Regions from separate parts of the Gossypium arboreum genome. Here region 2 is linked to region 1. A link is a contact called in public Hi-C data. All regions are on one chromosome and are shown on one strand. The core of a region is the stretch at or near the end of the contact, and the rest is flanking DNA. Distances in the headings are between cores, read along the strand shown.

Region 1 (5,395 bases), core at 1,250-3,749:
TTAATTTCTTAATTATCAAAAATTACATTATGATCATTTACGTTATCGAGTTGTTATATTTTGGTCACTAATTCATTAACTTATATTACTTCCTTAATTAATGATGATGTGATATGCTAATTCAAAGGTTAATAACTAAATTAGCCCTTAAACTATAGTTAAGTTTTCCAGTTTGGTACTTTTAAAAAAAATAGCAATAATCCTAAAAAATCTAAAATTCTTGAAAATTCATAATTTAATTTTTCATAATTCATTTCATTAAGGGATAATTAACAAAGGAATGAGAAAATGTAACAACTTGATAACATAGGTGATCATAATATATTTTTTATAGCTAGGTGACAAAAATGTAATTTTAATTTCAGTTTATTGACCATTTATGTAATTTACCCTATTATTATTTTATATTTCTTTCTAGACGTGGACTGATTTTGTACGAAAATGGACTTCTAATTCAACTTAAAATTATCATTTGGACAACAAATAGTTTTAATTATCTAGACAACTTATGTCTAAATTCATAATTAGGTAAAGGCAACGTTAGAGTTTTGGACATCATTCTAATTTTTAGTATGATGTCAAGCACTTGTCTTGGTTGTTTATCAAAATTGGGTGGACGTAATATCAAAGAAAAGTTGCTCGCATTTGATTAGAGACTAAAACAAAATAATATATGGTTGGTTGTAAATCATCATCCTTTCAGAAAGGAAATCATAATAATATTAGTGGTAAATTGAACGTCTCTTCGAAATCTCCATAATATATAAGATTCTTCTTCTTTTTTAATGGAAATCCCAATCAACTACTTAATTTAGGTCTAATATTTCTTTTTGGTGAAATAATGATTTAGAGTGATATTTCTCCATACTCTAATTTTCACTCGAAATTTGATTAATTCATTCTGTTTCGAACTATTAAAAAATTATTCAAACCCGACTCAAATTATAATAGGAGACACAACTTCAATCTGAATTTAATTTACTTTTTTTTTTTTGAAGCATATAAACTTAACTTTGAATTTAGACTTAAAACTTAATATATTTATATATTTATTTATTAAAAGTAAAAACTTAATTTATATGTATATTAGGGGCATTTTTATTAATATTTCTGGGTGGGGTGAGATGGATTTACCTCAAACTTGACTTCAACTCTGACTTGATTAATTTTTCTTAATTTTACCCGATTTTTCAAAAAAAAAATTAACCCTAAAAGAATAGATCAAATCAAAACCCATCAAATTCGGATTTCTTCCCTGTACAGCCCCTTTTTTACTACGCCTAACCAAAGAACCTTAACAAATAACCCATTTATTGTATAAACATAAAGTTACTTAAAACTGGAAATTACATTTTCAAATTAAAATCACAAATGAAATAAGATTTTGCTATTGCAAACATTAATTTGTTTTTAATAATTAAAAGAGAACCCGTATAGTTTGTAGAAAACTTGGGGTGTCCAGTTTTTGAGCTTGAGTTTTAAAAAAAAAAACTATTTGTTTACATAAAATTGGGTTATAAAATGATATGAAATCAGAAATTGGATCATTTTGCCTAAATTCATGGTGTGAAATTAAAATGATTGTATACACAGAATTAAAAATCTTAGATTTATGTTCATTAAATGTGTCATATTTGTATGGAACTTGATATTTACTAATTGGAGTCATGTTTCGTATATACACAAGATCTTAGTCATATGAAGTAATCTGTTGTGTTGCCCTAAAGGAGATAAGCCATAAATATACGAGAGAAAAAAGTAAATATGGGGCCGTCGCCTTTGTCCTTTGGCTTAATTAACATCATTATTCCGCCACCTTTTAAATACCTAACCGTCCCTTTTATGGCAGAAATTAATGGCAATGTTCATTATTCACTTACCAGATGATTTAATATAAATAAATAAAAAAGATACAGACTTAAAAATTCGGTTACATGATTAGGGGTGGATGCATGTCTTTTTTAGTGACGACATTTATACAAACCTCTAAATAAAAGTTGTCGCTAAAAACCTGTTTTTGTTGTAGCGGCTTGTTTTAGAAAGATTCCTAGAATGGCAATTCGTGGTGATTGAGATAGTTTCTTTATAAAAGAACAACGTCGCCAAATGTCTGGACCATTCATCACCTTGTCTTGTCTCCTTTCTACAAAAAAGAAGAAAAGGACTCAACAAGAGGGATAGGGATTTATTACTGTTACCCACACACTCGAGACCTTACTTGCGTATACTTGTAGAATTCGTCACTAGTAATCTCATTTATTCCGTGGGTAAAGTTAGCATTAATGGAAGTATGCATTTCAATAATTGGGGCTATTTCCTTTGATACAATCTTTTATTTTGCTTACCATTATTCAAATTAACCTTGGAAATCTGGTTTTTATATTTTCTGTATTTAGAATTTAAATTAAATATCCTAAAATCAGAAAATCCCAATCCAACCTATCTGGCCTTTAGATGTAGGACAAAAAATAAAATAATAAAATGAAGTGGGCACAATGCTATAAAGCAATTTGGCCGAAGAAGTTAGGTTCACAGCCGGCGCCCTTGCCCCAGTTCTCTACATTTTTTTTTTTTTTTTAATGAGTCCAGGTTGTTTACTTTTTTAATATTTTAAAATTTAATCCTTATATTTTATTTTTAAAATTTATGACATATTTTAATTTTGTTCTAAAGATCAAAGTTTTAATTAATATTAATTAAAGATTTCAACACAAATTCTTTACAACTTTGCATGTGATTCAATAAAAAACACAAAATTGAATTATGAAAATTTGGAATTAAGTTTTAGCGACAAACTTAATTTTAGGATAAAATTACCAAAGACAACATAATTTGCAGTTGGCACAAATTAGGTTAACTTGGCAATCTATAGTCGATAAAATAATATTTGGCCCTAACCCTACCGTTACCACGTTTCATTGCTACTCCTAAAACCTATATTTATTTGATTTATAGGATAAGATTTTATGTTAATTCCATAATAGGCCTTTTAAGATGGTTACAGAATTTGAGATTTTATATTATAGGTATAATGATTTATTTCATCCTTTAATTTTATAAAAAATCATTTTAGTTTTTATTTATTTTTTATTTTTTAGTTTTTAAAATTTTTTTTTCAAATCATCTCAAAATTAATAGAAAAGTTAACGTTTTGAACTTTGTTGACGTTGCATACATGTGGATTTTCATAGTATGACACTTCAACATTTAATTAATTTTTAAAATTTAAAATTTAAAAATAAAATCATTAAATTTATTTTAAAAATTATAAAAATGATAAAAGAAATAGTTTAAATATTTGTAAAAATTAATTAAATGCTAACATTTCATCCAAGTAATGATCATATCAACAAAAGTAAACAAAGGGTAACTTTTACATTTATTTTAGAGTAATTTGATAAAAATACAAATTCAAGAACTAAAAGAAACAAAAAATTAAATAAATAACTAAAATAATTTTTTTATAAAATTAAAGGGTCAAAAAAATTATTATCACTAAAAAAAAAGGCTAGCACCATAAATTGGTCTGGTCAAACTTGGGTAGCCATGCCCATAAGGATGGTACAAATTGGGCTTATTTTAGTACTAGACTAGCCTATAAAATTAAATGGAGCCCTTAGCCCCACCCTATTTAAATTTCAGCCGAATTGGTTTTAATTATAAATTATTGTTCAAGCTTTGCATTAATTCCTAAATATTTAACTTAGGATATAGGACAAGTGATAGGTCACAAATTCACTAATTTTAAAACTTGAATAAATTCGTTGATAAGGCAGAAGGATTGACTCCCATACAGACTGGATAAAAAAAAAATTATTGTGATTAAGGTTAAATCGTAGATACGACTAAATGATTTGTGAAAAAGTAAAGAAAAATTAAAATTTTCAATATTCAAAAATATAAAATGAATTAAATAAAATAAAACATAAATAATAATAATTTGAAATAATAAAGAATAAACTAATATGCTAGAAAATTCCAACTTCAAGTGTGATGTATGTAATAGGCCAATTTTGGCCTGGGCCCGAAAAAATAATAACCGAAGTCAAATGATACAATCGGTCGAAAACAAGCTAAAAAGGACCAAATTAAAAGACAATTATTAAATTGTGGCCAAATCAAAAAGATGAAGAAAGCTTAGAGGTTATCAAATTTTGTTGACTTGGTAAAATGCTAAAAATAGAAAGATATTATTTTTATTTTATTTTATTTTATTTTATTTTATTATTAAATTAGTTAGGTTATTTTTAGTAAACCCTATTTATATAAATAGGAGTATTTTGTTCTTTGAAAGGGGACGGATTACTGATCGATTACTTTTGGTATTCCTATTTCAATTTGGAATTAGATTATTCTCTCTTTTCCTATTTTCATTGGAATTGAATTATTTTCTTTTCTCTTTCAATTACATAGAAATTTTGTCCATTTCATTTCAATTTCTTTTTTTTTTCTAAATTCGTCCAATTGCTTTTAGCCCTTCCGTTTTTTTTATTGTTTTGCAATTAAGCTTTCATTATTCTTAATTTTGGCCCTAAAATTTGTTTTGACTACATTTTGGTCTTCCTTGAAGCTATGTGTTTTGGAGGGTGGGGATTATTTCCCTTTTGGTCCCTCCTTGTTATTCGCACGTTCAAATTAGTCTATTTCCTTTCATTTATTTCTAATTTGCCCCAAAATTTTGCTTTAAGGTTCGATTTAATCCTCTTTTATTTTCGCTATTTTATTATCGAATTAACTAATTTAATATATTATTCCTATTATTTTATGTTTCTATTTATATTTATTTTGTTATTCTAATATTATTATTATTTATCTATTTATATTTCTACTATTATTATATTTCTATTTATTATATTTTTATTTCTATTTATATACTAATATTATTTTCATTATTACTTTTTTCTTATATATGTTTTTTACTCTTATTATTAACATTCTATTTATTTATTTATTTTACATTTTTGTTATTATCTATTTTAATTTTTTATACAACGCTCATTTCAAATTTTTACACATTATTTACTTTAATATTTTCATATATTATGTATTTCAAACTTTTTTTTACACATTATATATTTTGAATTGTTTATATATTATTTTATCTTGAATTATTTTATATACTTTAGATCGCTTTTATAATCACCCGCGTTTCAAAGAACCCTCTCAACATAAAGAAATATTTTTTGTTTGGGAGGTCGTGCCCAATCATGTTTGGCTTCGATTTTCCATTCGACTAAAATACAGAATATTCTTTTAAAATTTCATCCATGTTTTCTCAAATTAAAATGAGGCGATGTTTCGTATTTGGAAATTCGATAAATCGTGCCCAATTGTGCTGGGTTTCGATTTATCGTTTGGGCCGAATAGCCAAATATTCTTTTTAAAAGTTTTAAGT
Region 2 (6,245 bases), core at 3,611-6,110, 140 kb before region 1:
AGACCTTCCTGTATTTGAGGATTTCACATCCTTTTGCGAAGAAGACGTAGCATCTTCATTTTCTTTTCGTGGATTAGACCTGAGTCTCATATCTGCAGGCGAAACACCTCCACTCACAAGAGATTCAGATTCAGAAGCTTCCATCTTCTTCTGCCTCTTGCGCATGCAAATTAAAACTCGTTCAGCTACTCGCTTGCTATTTCTCTTGAGAATGCCAGATTTTCCAGCAATTTTATTCTTAGAAGGTGATAACTGAGGAATAGGTGAGGAATCCTCATGCCTGGGTCTTATCTCCGAGTCACTACTTTCTGAAAGATTTTTAGCATTGGATGAAGCACTTTCACTTTGGCTTGACTTTGCCTTCCTCCTAGTAGATGGACCAGCAGATTTCTTACTAGATGATATCTGTGCCGCAATACCATCAGATGAAGAATTTGACTTGTCTTCAGGATTCATTGGAGACCTAACTGTGTCATTTCTTTCTGACTTAAGTACCTAGCATTAAACAAATCAATAATGTATAAGTACAAGGAATTCAACAAATAAAGAAAAAAGAGATCAGCTAAACATATACCAAACGATAGCAATGCAGACCACATGGTGCATTCTCATCATCTGTACGATTCCATGGAGTTTGTTTATCAGCCTGAAAATTATAGGACTGAGAAAATAAGAATCTAGGAGCCTAGCAACATACTCAGGCAATTATAAACATCTAGAATTGCATGAACAACTCACAGGAAATATTAGGTCCTGAGAACATCCATGTAATCTGCAATCAAAGACCTGCCAAATATAAGAAAAACGGATACAATTAAAGAAGATAAGAAAACAACACAGAACATGATAAAGAACAAGAAAAATGCTTACAAGGCACCGTCTACAAAATAAATTGTCAAAAGAATCAAGAGCTGCTTCAAGATCCTTATCAAGAAAGGAATTCCAATTTTGTTCTTCAGTATCCCTATTCTTAGAGGCCCCAGTGTCCTCCTCCTTCATAAGAGTTTCGTATCTTGCCTGTATAAGATGTTGGATGGTGTTTCATATCTCTGTAAAGCCAGCAAAAAAGAAAATGGGGAACAGCTGGACCTAAGTTTACACTATGACCAGTTTTATCAGAAAATGAGCAGTGGGGAAAAACAATCCCTTCAAAGAAGAGTCTTAGTAGCCAAAAATGTAAGAAAAAAGGCCACCTCTATTTTTTTTTTAAGAAAAAGAAAAATCAAAGTCCAACATGCAATTTCCAGCAAGGGTGCATACCTTGACATCAGCTGGACTTCTAGACAAACACTGTGCTAGTGATTCCAGCACCGGATCAGACAAACCAACTTCCTTGATAGTCATTCTGACAAGTTTATAACAGCATGTGTGAAAATAAGCAATAATTGGACGGAGTTCAGACATCAATTTTAAGAATCCTTGAAAGATGTAGCGTTATTGGCCCTTAAGTCAATATGTAGAAAAATAATAATGGAACAAGACCATGCAAGGATCACTAATGCAATATGAATTAAATTTCATAGAACATGTTTAGAAACATCATGTAAAGATAGCTTAGAGGTTCATTAAGTAAATAATAATGATTTTGCAACTATTTTAAGGATATTAGAATTTGATTCAAAGTAGCATAATTACATAAGCATATATTTCCTTTCAAAATAAGAAACGAACTGCTTCTTTTCCACCTAAAATAGTTAACTAAATTAAAATGGTGAAAATTCAAAAGGCACAAAGAACCCTAAAGCAACACAACATTTACAAATCTAAGCAAATTAAATAATTGATGCCTTACCCATATTTTTTTGGAATACTTGCAATGTATCCCATAATTATCAATCTTTTTTTATAATTATTAATTCCAAACAACACAAGTAAATTATGCATACCTTTGTCGCTAAATATTTAAAATACATCTTTATGTGTTGACAAAATTCTAATTACTGCAGCTATACATGTTTTCGGTAGGGGTCAGCAAAATCCGATTTGACTCGAAAACCTCCATAAAAAATTCAAATTTTGAATTAAATAGTTCGAGTTATTTGAGTTAATCAAGTTATTCATATCAACTTGAATAAAAAATCAAGCTTTTTGGTTTAACTCGAATATGAATTACACAATTCGAGTTATCCGAAAATTCGAATAAGAAAAGGTAAAACTACGTCTTTTTGATAAATGTTAAACTTTTCTAAAGTTAAAAGTCAAAACCATTAAGTTAAAAGGCAAAACTACGTCGTTTTGATAAATATTTACTCATTAAGTTAAAAGGCAAATAATCTTGTAATTCCTCTACTAGTTAAATAATTGGTGAATGCAAATGCAAAATTGAGTATAAATAATAGGGTTCGTTAACTCGACTCGAAATTTTTTGACTCGATTTGGTTCATTACGAAAAAAATTCAAATTGAGTTCGGTTGCTAAAATAGGATCCGTCAACTTGACTAACTCGAAATTTTTTGACTCGATTCGACTCGATCGAATACTCACCCCTAGTTTTCAGACTATTTTCAGATTTCTACACTAGATCAAGTAGTAAAAGAAACAACATATATTTCACGGTAGAAAAAGAGAAAACAAAACCAACCGGAGAATAAAGTCTTCAGATTCAACAAAATCTTTCTTTTCTTCATCTTCCTCAATTAGTTCCTCCTCACTGTCGCTGCAGATAAGTGCTTCACCACCATTCTGATCATAGTATATTCTCCTTCTACCCACCACTGATTGATCCTCTGTCATTCTTTGATTTCTACAGCCAGAGAAATTATTTAGTTTATCCTTTTCATAGAAATTGAGAAAAAAAAAAAGGCAAAAATAACCTATTCAAAATTTAATTTTGCTAGCGCTCCCATCTTGCCTAGGTGTGTGAAACATGTGGAATCCGAACCTCCCATTGGGCAAGTAATCAAGCTCAATGTGGACAGAGCCTGTTTTGCAAGTGACCACTGTGGAGACACTGGAGTTGTGGCCCGTGATGAAGTTGGCTTTTAGTCCTTTGTGGTGCAGCTCAAGCTATTAGAGGCCCCTTGACACAGGAATTACTTGAGGCGAGAGGTTTCACTTTAGCTCTCAAATTAGCTAAGGAGAGGGGGGAGATTCATTTGCAGTGGTGAACAAGCTCCAAAGGGATGGACCAAGACTTATCTATCCTAGGCCTACACCTCTCTGAAGCTCACAGACATGCTAAGGATTTTCAGTCTATTACTTCTGCTCATATTGGTAGAGTTGGTAACCTAGTTGCACACCATTTACCTACTTGGGGGGGGGTTCGTAATGGCATTTTCTATTTTGGATTTGATTATCCTAGTTTTCTTCTGGAGTTTGTACTTTCTGTTTAATTTTTTTTAGTAATTTCCATATCTGTTTTCCGGTTCATGTTTGGGGTTTGTGACTGCCCCTCCCAACAACATCGTCTCCAAGGTTCAAACCTGCGTCTTCCCTTGGGAGGGAAATATGCCTTACCATTACATTTCTTTCTAACTGACGTTCTATATATAAATAAAGAATGCAAGAATACATGACATAAAAAAAAGCTGACAAGAATTCTAGTTACTCTCACAAACCTGTCTAGAAATATCCATGTTGTATAAGGTGGCAGCTTTTTTACTTCAGTAAGCTTAATAGGGCGAACAGCATTCTTAACTGGAATACTAGATCCCATAAGAACTGCTGTAGACGGTTCTTGATAGCTATAACCATCCTTATCCCCATTACTTGCATCAATGCCATTTTGCATACCAAGTGCATCTTTTTGCCTCTTTGTCAATAGATCAGAAGCACTATCAGTGTCAATAATCCAACTGCTTCTCCGGTCCTTTGACAATTTATAAAGATGGCTTGTTATACCAACTAATTTTTGCTTGTTTTCTTCCAACCTTGTCTGGAAATAAAATAAACCAAAATAGATTAGCATGTATAACATTTATTTAAGCTCCTGAATAATGAGATAAGCCAGGAATTCACCTTTACAGAAAGAGATCGATCTGCAGCAACTTGTTTCTTTAACGAATCAATTACTGATAAAATCTCCTTAACAGACAGGGATTTTCCTTCAATTTGTGTCATCTGCGTAAAAGAAAAAAATCCAATCCAAGTTTATTATTATCAGGTACACATAATTCAAGACAGAAATATCTACCAAAAAATTGTTGAACAAACACTTTTAAAACTAAAGAGTATGAGAGGAAAAGCAAAACAATTTGACATCAAAAGCAAAGACTAAAATCAATCCAGTTTAGTAACATTTATCAGCTTATAAACGTGTCAATTATACACTAACTTTCAATGACGTAATAACCCATAAAATAAACTAAATTCAACAAAATGCAGCTAGCTCCTACGATAAAACAAAAAAAGAGTCCAAAATCGAGGGAAACAAAAATAGTTAAAATGAGAATCATAAGGAAATAAAATATTCATGTGAGAAAGAGAAAGAAAAATCGGAAATGCGAGACTTACCGAGGAATCCTTAGGAGGTTCCGATCTATCCGCCGAAGCAGAACGCGAAGGTTTCGCTGTCATAGTCGGAGAGAGAAGCGGTTAGAGTCCGAAAAAGTAGATAGGAAGATCCGGATCGGGATCCGATTCATAAGAAGACAATGCCGGAGTAGTAAAACAAGCAAACTAGGTTTTTTGGCGGGTCAAGCTTCAAACCCTAATTGTAACAACTTTCTTTCCCTCTCTTTAACATTTTTTTTTTTTTCCGTAGGGTCATTTTTTCTTTGTTTTTATTTCCTTTTCTACAGAGTTTTTTTAATTATTTTAAATAGACTGAGGTTGGAAAATGAAAAATAAAGTTTTGGGGGGAAAGAAACGTGGCAATCTGGTTTGAATTACGTACTGTTGAACTTAACAAAAGCTTGCTTTGTTTGGATCAACAGACACAATTTCCCATTTATATGAAAATGAGATATCTATTTGTACAACTCAAATAATTAAATATAATAAATTATTTTTATACAATATTTACTTTTGTCCATAATTTTTTAATTCTTAAATTAAAGAAAAACACTTTTAAACGAGTTTAAATTCATATCTTATTATTACAATAGCAATAATACTAATTGAATTAAAATTAAATTATATTTTAATTAAATTTAAATTTAATGCAGGTTTGGATGGAAGATTTTGAGAATAAATTTCATTTATGTTAAAATTTTGAAAATTCTAAAATAAATTCTCTATTTAAGTAAAAATAATGGATATATTGAAAATTTAGGAGGAAGTTGTAAGTAACTCAATTTCCATTTTCAAATTTCTCACTATTTTATTTTTAATATACATTACCCTACTATAAAATAAAAATTTTAAACTTAAAAAAAAACAAATTTTACTCAATTTTAATATATTTTTAAAATTTTATTTATTAAAATATTTATAAATTTTAAAAATATAATGGTATTCGTATTGAATATTTGTAATATTATTTATTTTTTATAATTATTTTTTATTTCTAAAATTTCAATAACTCAAGTTTGCTTAAAACAATTTTATTCAAACAAATCCATTACAATTACTAGCATTTTAAATTTATGAATTGGAAGTACTAGCATTTTAGAAAATCTCTAAAATTTTAAATTTCTTCACCAAACACACTCTCAAGCAATTTGAAGTATTAAATAAGACAATTTTAAATATTTGTAAATGTCAAGTAATTCGTGGAGTTCTTTTTTGTTTTTTATGTTCATTTTATAATTCATATTCAACGTTTGTGATTACTTTTCCAACAGTATCATTTTCATGGTTCAAACATGTATTCTCATTTTGAAATTCAATATGTTTTGCCAGTACATCTAACACGTATTAATACCTTGTAATTTTAATATAATTGTTTATTGTTAATTAATATTAAAAACCACTCAAACATATTTTTAATGGTACAAACAAACTCAATTAGTTTAAATTTTTATTTAAAATTGAATTTGAGTTTTAAAAATAAAATCATCAAATTCGCACCAATCTTTTATAGCGTAATCACACTTTTGTAATATTTAAAATCAAGTCGCATAATTTAAAACGATTAAGTTATTTACTTTAGTATTAAATTAAATATTATCCAATTCATTTAATTATTTGATAAATGTTATGAATTAAAAGTTTGGTTCTCCTTTTATCTATTAAAATTACGTACGTAAAACTGGTAAAAAAAATTTGTAACCTCTATTATTAAGCCTTTGTGTAACCAAATGAAAATTAATGTACCGACTCAATTCTGCACTAAATAATTTTATATTAATGAAAAATATATTTTC

The links. Hi-C and Micro-C count contacts between places; a contact is called where the count stands out from the background.
Region 2: a contact with region 1 is called in a Hi-C map of leaf, with 3 times the contacts expected there. The contact joins the promoter of LOC108487030 here to the enhancer-like site in region 1. A contact is called at or near these places in 3 of 5 Hi-C or Micro-C datasets (all in leaf).

Annotation. Positions count from the first base shown.
Region 1 is chr10:18,683,680-18,689,074 of ASM2569848v2, reverse strand. No RefSeq gene overlaps it. Among protein-coding and RNA genes, the nearest start is that of LOC108487186, 23 kb to the right of the region's middle. Within about 2 kb of position 2,499, at least 1 of the 2 cell types and tissues checked has an H3K27ac peak or open chromatin away from gene starts, as enhancers often do. A contact at or near this core is called in leaf, where this site is marked.
Region 2 is chr10:18,822,423-18,828,667 of ASM2569848v2, reverse strand. LOC108487030 (histone-lysine N-methyltransferase CLF-like) reads right to left here and starts at 4,860. Exons shown (of 17, transcript XM_017791233.2): 1 at 4,453-4,860; 2 at 3,958-4,059; 3 at 3,558-3,874; 4 at 2,582-2,743; 5 at 1,261-1,345; 6 at 871-1,017; 7 at 739-786; 8 at 575-646; 9 at 1-495. The coding sequence starts at 4,515.